Linked DNA regions of Ovis aries: region 2 is linked to region 1. Evidence: chromatin contacts called from public Hi-C data. All regions are on one chromosome and are shown on one strand. The core of a region is the stretch at or near the end of the contact, and the rest is flanking DNA. Distances in the headings are between cores, read along the strand shown.

Region 1 (4,057 bases), core at 1,003-3,502:
ACGCCAGCCCAGAGGCCACGCCCAAGGCTGCCCGGGCCCCACCTTGAACTCCTGCTGCTTGGCCACCGTCACAGGCATGTGTCCCAGAAGGAGCGGGTGTCTCTCCTTCCTGATCTGGTTCCCGTCATCCTCCACGCAAAACCAGCCCAGGTGGTTCTCCTCCTCTGCAGCCGCCGGGGAGAACGGACAGAGGTGAGGACGTTCTTACGGGTGACCGGACGAACCCCTTCTCAAGCTTCCTTCCCAGCCGCGGTCTTACCCTCCCGGGCGTGCACCCATCGTAAGAGAGGAATGCGTGCCACCCCTCGTTTCATCAGCTGACCTCAACCCATCTTACCCAGGGCGAGCTTGGCCATCTGCAGGCTGTTGATCCAGGACTCCTTGATGGCGGGAGTGAAGGTGTTGAACACGGCGGTGAAGAAAGTCGGCCGGCCGGACCTGCAGGGAGAAGGGAAGGCCGTTCACTCCGCAAGTGGGCTCCAACGCGTGAAACCCAGTCCTGGGGCCTGCCTGTAGGATACGGTCCCCAAACTGTGAGGACGAGCAGGTTGGGACAGAGGACCGAGCTCGCGGGCCCCCCCCTGAGGCCCACTAACTTGTCCTGCTTCCCCGGGAGCTGCAGCTGCACCCGGCAGCAGTCGGCCGCTCGGATCTCCTCTTCCTTCTTCAGAATCAGCCTCTGTAAGCCGGACATCCAGTCCTGGGCCACCGACGGGTTCAGGTTCTAGGAGGAGACGCACAAGTGCACGGAAAGGTGTTAGGAAGACAGCACCGAACTGAGGGAGAGGAGGAAAGTGATGCCACGACATGAGAGACCCAGGGAGACCAGTGACACATCTCACGTCGGGAAAAAGGCTCCTTTGGGAGGAGGGTCACACGGTGCCAGGATGGTTCTAAGAGAACTGAGGCTTGAGTCAGCCTCAAGGCGAAGACGGTTACGCTGGAAGGCTTCAGCTCCTCGGAAATGGGAGACACAGTCAGATCAAGGCCTGGAGTAACTCCAGTCCCCCCTTCTGGGTGGTGGGAACCATGCTGATGATGGTTGGGAAACTAAAACAGAATTTAAACCCAAGATTCGGCCGTCACCTGATAGTTTCCTTTGAGGTTTCCGACCAGCTGAGTGATGTGGCCGATGACGCTGAGGTCATGCAGCAAGTTTTGGAGGTCTTGATACAGCTGCCCCGGCCCCACGTAGACTCGGTCTGCAACACAGGCGGCAAGAGGCGCACACTGAGGCCTGCCCTCTGCTCCAGTGGCTCTGAAGGCAGGGGGCCCAGGCTCCACCCCTGGTCAGGGGAATAGATCCCACAGGCTGCAACGGAAGATCCCAAGTGCGGCAGCGAAGACTCGGCGCAGCCAAACGATACTGGAAAACTAACACGCACAAATCCCAGCGTGTTCCCGCCAGGGCTGGAGGAAGGAGACTCAAGAACGGAGTCTAGCGCACCCAGAGATTTTTAAGGTGACTGTTTCCAGGTAACGAGATGCTTTTCCGTTTCTGACCTTTCATTCTGAAGTAATCTGAGACTTTCCAGAAAAGCTCTAACAGCATAAAGTTCCCTGCACCTGGTGCTGGATGGTGCCGGGTCAGAACCACAGAAGCCTCCTCGCAAAGCAGGAAATCACGCGGATGGAGCAGCGCTGACCAGCGTGGCCCCACCCAGACCTCGTGGCTCCTGGGAAGCAGACGGCTTCTCACCCAGCCCGTCTCCACGGAAACTGCGACAGGCTTGAAATCTCGGGGCTGGAAAGCCAAGCAGAGTCCGTGTGGTCAAGGACGCAGCAACTGTGCCCAGAGACCCTCAGAGGCGCAGGCTGGGGCTCGGCAGACACATCCGGCAGCAGCTCTGTGCCCGAGGGCCCTGCGTCACCCCAGGCACCCAGCACACACCAGGTACCGGGGGCCTCCAGGACCGGAGCTCTCCAGGCGGGGGGAACCGGGCAACAAGGAGGCCACAGACAGAGGCCAGCAGGGATGGTGGGGGTGCCCCCGGCTCCTGACGTGCACGTCACCCCGATCCACCGCAGGTCTCCCTGGTCTGTGCCTGTTCCCAGACAGGGAGGCACCGCAAGTGGCTGCCGGTGCCCCGCACAGCTCCTCTGCCCACAGCTGCGGCTGTGCCCGAGCCCGAGCGTGCATCTCCCCTTGGGACAGAGACCCAGCCATGCCTCTTGTTTTCACTGCCAATTGTGAGCGTTAAGTAACTACACAGAAATCAATGGGAGTGATTTTCCCAGAATGACATGCATCAGAATTTGCACAACTGCTCCCCCTGCTGAAACGTTTCAGAAACCTGTCCTCAGGACAGGCCAGCGGCCAGGGGGCAACGCCTTCCCCATCTTGTGCACATGTCTCTGAGGGTCTGACAGCTCATCCCCTGCCCCAGAGGCCCCCCAAGTGCCCATGTTGTGGACACAGCCCCTCAACACCCACCACGGTGCCCACCTGGCACAATTTCTTGCAAACTGAGGGTGGTCTAAAGGCCACTTGTGGAAACTGCACTGAGGTTATGAGAATCCTAAATGAAGAATCCAGTGTCACCTTATTTTTGCCATAAGGGAAATTTATTTCCTCATAAACCCGCCTCCTGCGATAGCATGAAGCAGAGTTAAACTAAGACGTGGTGGGCACAGAATTTTGCAAAATAACTCCCTGAACTTAAACCAGCCGAGGGCCTCTGGCTTGCAAGGCTCCACACCTAGTGGAAAGCTTGAGGCCTCACGTGGCACCCCCCAAGGAGAGGCAGGGTACAGGGCGGAGGCACCTTCCATCCCGGCTCTGCAGGGCCCTCCTCCCACAGCTGTGGTTGCCAGGCAGGGAGGCCTACGCTGTCCCCACCGCTCGACAGCAGCCCAGCCTGCAGTGCTGAACTTCAGAAAAGAGTCATTCAAACAGCACAACAGTCATGTGAACATCGGGGAGCAGGGTTTCTAACTCAGCTTCTCAAAATAGCTTGGGATGAGAAGCGCGGGAGCATCAGGAGAGACATCAGCGAGGGCACTGCAGCTGTTCTGTGAAAACTCCGGCACGACTGAGGCAGGCTGGCCCGTGAGCGGCTCATGGACAGGAGGCTCCCAGCTGCCCAGACCCGCCGGAGGAACCCCATGCTCAGCCTGGCGCTGGGGTCAAGGGGCGGACCCTGTCCACGTGGGCAATTCACTGTCCACCCCACAGGACCTGCCCTCCCCCCAGGGTGAACCTGGACAAATCCTTCATCCCTGCTGCCATGGGACAAACACCTGGACCATTTTCAGCATCTCTGTAAGCGCCGGACAGCATCACGCTCTGTCCCGGAGCTGGGAAAAGCCCCAGAGGGCCCCGACCTGAGTTCCATCGGCCCACACTTACAGAATTAGCAGACCTTAGTTCTAACCGAGAAGGCCTTTTAAAGACCATTTACTCCCCCACTCACCTTTCACAGCTCAGAGCTAGAAATCAGACCCACTCCACAGTTGGGGAAACCACAGAGGTTCCCACACTAATCCCAGGTGAATATCCGGGCCCACAGTGCTGACCGCATCTGTGTGCAGAGGACCCCAAGTCAGCATAGCCCCCCATTCCAGGCTCAGCACCTGGCACACCCTGGCCCCCCACCTTCTGTCCACCGTGCACTTAAAATGGGTGAACTGTGCTGCATGAGAGTACCATAATTTGTAAAGTTAATAAATGCTTTAAAAAGTAGCATATCTAACACAGAACTGAGACTTTTAAATGGGTGGCAGCTCTGCAAAGCGCCCATCCCTGGGACACCTGGGCCGAGACCACACCTGCCCCCCAACCTGGAGTCTCCCCACCCGGAAACTGCAGTCAGAGGCCACCCACGTATGACACGGGCTGGCTGGGGATACGCGGGCTAACCTTTCTCTTGCAGAGGCCGGCCATCACCACCCATGCGTGACATGGGCCTGGTGAGGACATGCGGGCTAACCTTTCTCCCGCAGTCAGAGGCCGGCCGTCACCACTCACGCGTGACACGGGCCCACCGGGGACACGCGGGCTAACCTTTCTACCCGAGAGGCCGGCATTCCCTCAGCATTAGCAGCCAGGGTCACCCTG
Region 2 (4,182 bases), core at 981-3,480, 54 kb before region 1:
GGGAGAGGAGAGCGTGTGAAATCAAACGCCCCTGCCCGTCGTCTCGGGGGACACGTGTGAGCACGTGTGTGGGTGCAGGGGGAGAGAGGAGCTCTGACTTTAGTTATCCGGCTCTATTTCAACTCGCGTGTGCAGTTGCCCCCGAGCACATGGACTTCCTGACAAGTGAGGTTTGAGAACACTGATCCCAAAGACAGCTGATTCCTGCCGGCCTTGCTGTTCGTAGAAGGTGCCCGACTGTGTGGGGCGGGACCAGGGGCTCACTGTCAGAACTGAGAAACAAAACGAAGCAGCGGCTCCAGGTGGGCGGGGTGTCCCGGCAGCCCCTCCCACCCCCAGCATCCTGCAGCGGCTCTGAACCCCGCTCCGTGGACCGCAGGCCCCCTGCGGGTTGCAGCCCTGAGACTGAGTCCCCTTGTGTCCTTTGAGGATGGACGCCTGCCCTCCATCCTGGAACCCAGGGAAGCCCGTGGCCTCCATCCTGCCTCTGTCGTGTCTCTGCCCCCGACCCCAGGCCATCCCCGGCGCGTCCACACGTCCGGCAGTTCCCCTCTCTCCTGGGGACTGTGAGTAACACACAACCAACTTCCTGCCATCATGCAGGCACCTTTACAAACAGACTCAGAACAGGACAGAGGGGAAAAGAAGGTCGGCCCCCTCTTGACATTAATGAATTTAAGGCTGGCTCTGGTGGGCAGTGCTTTGGAGTGACAGCAGGTGGGGAGAATGTGGAAAGGTCGAAACTGTGCTGAGAGGAGAAGGTGCCCACGGAGGCCAGAGGGAAGTGAGGAACCAGGGTGGATGCCAGGGCCCCAGTGAAGGAGAAGGGGGTGTGGGGGGCCCTGGGCAGAGAGCAGGAGGAAAAGGAAGGGGTGACCAAGTCAGTTCAGTTCAGCTCAGTCGCTCTGTCGTGTCTGACCCTTTGCAACCCCATGAGCTGCAGCACGCCAGGCCTCCCTGTCCATCACCAACTCCCGGAGTTCACCCAAACTCGTGTCCATTGAGTGGGTGATGCCATCCAGCCATCTGATCCTCTGTCGTCCCCTTCTCCTCCCACCTTCAATCTTTCCCAGCATCAAGGTCTTTTCAAATGAGTCAGCTCTTTCTATCAGGTGGCCAAAGTATTGGAGTTTCAGCCTCAGCATCAGTCCTTTCAATGAATATTCAGGACTGATCTCCTTTAGGATGGACTTGTTGGATCTCTTTGCTGTCCAAGGGACTCTCAAGAGTCTTCTCGACACCACAGTTCAAAAGCATCAATTCTTCAGCGCTCAGCTTTCTTTATAGTCCAACTCTCACATCCACACATGACTATTGGAAAAACCATAGCCTTGAATACACAGACCTTTGTTGACAAAGTAATGTCTCTGCTTTTTAATATGCTGTGCAAATTGATAGTAACTTTTCTTCCAAGGAGCAAGCGTCTTTTAATTTCATGGCTGCAGTCACCATGCAGTGATTTTGGAGCCCCCCAAAATAAAGTCTCTCACTGTTTCCACTGTTGCCCCATCTATTTGCCATGAGATGATTGCAGGGAGAAATATCAATAACCTCAGATACGCAGATGACACCACCTTTATGGCAGAAAGCAAAGAGGAACTAAAGAGCCTCTTGATCAAAGTGAAAGAGGAGAGTGAAAAAGTTGGCTTGAAACTCAACATTCAGAAAACGAAGATCATGGCATCCGGTCCCATCACTTCATGGCAAATAGATGGGGAAACAATGGCCCAAGTCAGGTTACTGAGTCAGCATTCCAGAACTGGGCTGTGACGGGCTGGTGGTGGCTGAAAAGACAGGGGGAGGGGCTGCCCCCCACCACCCCCCAGCTGCCCTCGTTCCGTCTGCTGCCCCAGTCACAGCTGCCACTTATGATTTCCTATGATCCATCCCTTCCTAATTACATGTCTCTATTATCCATCCTTCCCTAGATCCTGAACTCTATTCAGGTTTAATGGATCTGAATTGTGCCAAGTAAATGATTAGTAACTGGACAGGGTGGGTGGGGGCCGGGGGGCCCGTCCATTCCTCAGGGCCAAGGTCAGAGAATGGCCTCCCTGACCCAGACACAGACCCCCGGGCCACGACCTTCTGAAAAGAACACAGAGACTTTAACTGCCGAGGACACCACAGGGACGCCAACCCACCGGCCCGGGGACAGGAGGAGATTCAGAGCAAGCGGCGGAGAGAAAGAGCCTTTGTCTGCCCGAGGGCCAGTTCCCACAGCCGCTGTGTCACAAAGGGCCGCGGACACTGCTCTGCTGTTTACAGAGGGGCGGGGCGGGCTCAGCGGGCCCCAGGGTGGCACAGAGCCTGCGGGGGAAAGCACACAGAAGCGCCGAGAAAGCTGGTGGGGCGTCCGGCCAGCATCCTGGAGGTGGACAGAGCTCCCCTGGCCGCCCCGAGGCCCGGGCGGGCTGCAGGTGCCCAGCCCGCCTGTCCCCCGGCCTCCTTCCAGGACGGTGCACCCCGGGGGCCCCAGGCCAGCCCCAGATTCTCAGCCACGCATCCCCCAACCGCCGCCCTGCCCACTCCACAGGCGCCTGCACCGTGCAGCCTGCAGGGCGTTTTGCCCACAGCCGTGTGTGAGTCACCGCAGAGCCACAGCTCACCTGAAGGGCAGATGCGCTGGGCTGTAAGGGGCAGCAGCTGTGGGGCAGACGGGGCTGGAGCAGGGGCAGGCCCGGACTCCAGTCCCCCGACCCCCTGGAGGGAAAGCACCCTTGGGACGCAGCAGCCTCAGTAATCGGGTTACTCGTAGGGGCTCCGCAGGAGCCTGTAGTCTAAACCTAAGCGGAAGCCGGGCAGTCTGTCTAAAGCATCACACACCCCTGCGACCACGGGCATGGGCAGGATGTATCTTTCTGATGCATCAGACTCTTCCTTCCATCGAGTGTGCAGTCCCAGTTATACACTGCTGCTCAGTTTCAGCGAGTTCTCAAATTAAGCCCTGGAAGCAGAAGAAAATGTCTCCAGAGTGCGTCAGAAACCCACAGAGATAGCAGTGGCTTGGACTCGGCTCTCACCTCGGGCGGGTATCTCTGTGCGGCCCCGGACACCCACCTCCCTGTCCGAACTCAGCACCAGGACCCAGGTCTAACCCAAGCAGGGCCTCCCGCCCACCAGGAGGTCCTGCAGGCACCAGCCCCGTGGCAGCGCCTCCTGGGAAGCTCCGGGCTGCAGCGAGGGGTGCGCTGTCCACTCCCTCTGTGCCTGGCCGGGCCTTGACCTTCCAGAGCTTTCACTAAGAAGGGCTGATGCGTGTGGGCCTGTCCTCTGTTTCTCCGAGACACCTGGGTGCTCCCACCGTTCGGGGCATCCTTCTCAGGGGCCTGTGAGCCACGCCTTCCGGAGGAAGCTTGAGGAAGGTGCGCTGGGCGGGAGGCGGAGCCCTTCCTCAGCAGCTGGCAGCTTCAGACGCAGCCCTATCGCAGTCCAGGGACCGGCCCTGGCGCTGTCTGCTGCCCCTTCCCACCCCCTCGAAGGCGCCGTGACCTGGCTGAGCCCGACGCTGGCTCCTCTCGCCGTGGGCGGCGCTGAGCAGAATCCGCTTTAACGGACGTCCAGCTGTGTTTGTCTTCGACTGGCTCCAAAGGCCAGGAAACTTGCACTCGTGCCCGAGCCTTGATGTGGAGAAGGGACAGCGGCCCCCGCGACGTCCTGATGACACTTGGGGGTGGTGAGCGGCTCAGCAGCTTTGTGGGCATCAGAGGCCGCGGGGGAAAGATGCAGGAGTCTTGGGCCAGGACAGCGTGGACACAGGCCTGGGACTGTGGACCTGGAGGACTGACAGGTATGAGGAGATGGCAGAGAAAAACGCTGTGTGGCCACCTGTGTCTGTGAGTTTAGGGTTTGGTGGATCCTCCTACAGAACACCCAGGGGCTGTTCACTCAGACAACAGCCTCTAGGGGCTCACACGAACACGGATCTCCAGAGAGGAACCAGCCAGTCAGTGCCGTGTCCCTGCTGGGGCCCCATTGTTTTCACCGCCATCCAGGCAGTGGCCTTGAACCCTGCAACCTCAGGCCTGGAGGTGGGGATTCCGGGACGGGAGGCACGGTCCTGCAGACAATACCACGCCCACCTGCGGTGCCCACAGCTCACGAGTGGACTCAGCTGAGTGGCTGCCGTCCCCGGTGCTGACCGTGAATCTGGAAGCCAAGGGTCCTGACAACCAGGCCCAC

What was found. A called contact is a pair of places that touch in the nucleus more often than the background predicts.
Region 2: a contact with region 1 is called in a Hi-C map of liver, with 5 times the contacts expected there. The contact joins two enhancer-like sites. A contact is called at or near these places in 10 of 16 Hi-C or Micro-C datasets (hypothalamus, liver, mixed tissues and 4 more).

What each region holds. Positions count from the first base shown.
Region 1 is chr26:1,500,091-1,504,147 of ARS-UI_Ramb_v3.0, reverse strand. It overlaps ARHGEF10 (Rho guanine nucleotide exchange factor 10), which reads right to left. Exons shown (of 28, transcript XM_042241502.2): 18 at 1,087-1,202; 19 at 597-724; 20 at 338-438; 21 at 43-164. Among named protein-coding and RNA genes, the nearest start is that of KBTBD11, 28 kb to the left of the region's middle. Within about 2 kb of position 2,252, at least 10 of the 54 cell types and tissues checked have an H3K27ac peak or open chromatin away from gene starts, as enhancers often do. A contact at or near this core is called in hypothalamus, where this site is marked.
Region 2 is chr26:1,553,954-1,558,135 of ARS-UI_Ramb_v3.0, reverse strand. No RefSeq gene overlaps it. Among named protein-coding and RNA genes, the nearest start is that of MYOM2, 13 kb to the left of the region's middle. Within about 2 kb of position 2,230, at least 11 of the 54 cell types and tissues checked have an H3K27ac peak or open chromatin away from gene starts, as enhancers often do. A contact at or near this core is called in hypothalamus, where this site is marked.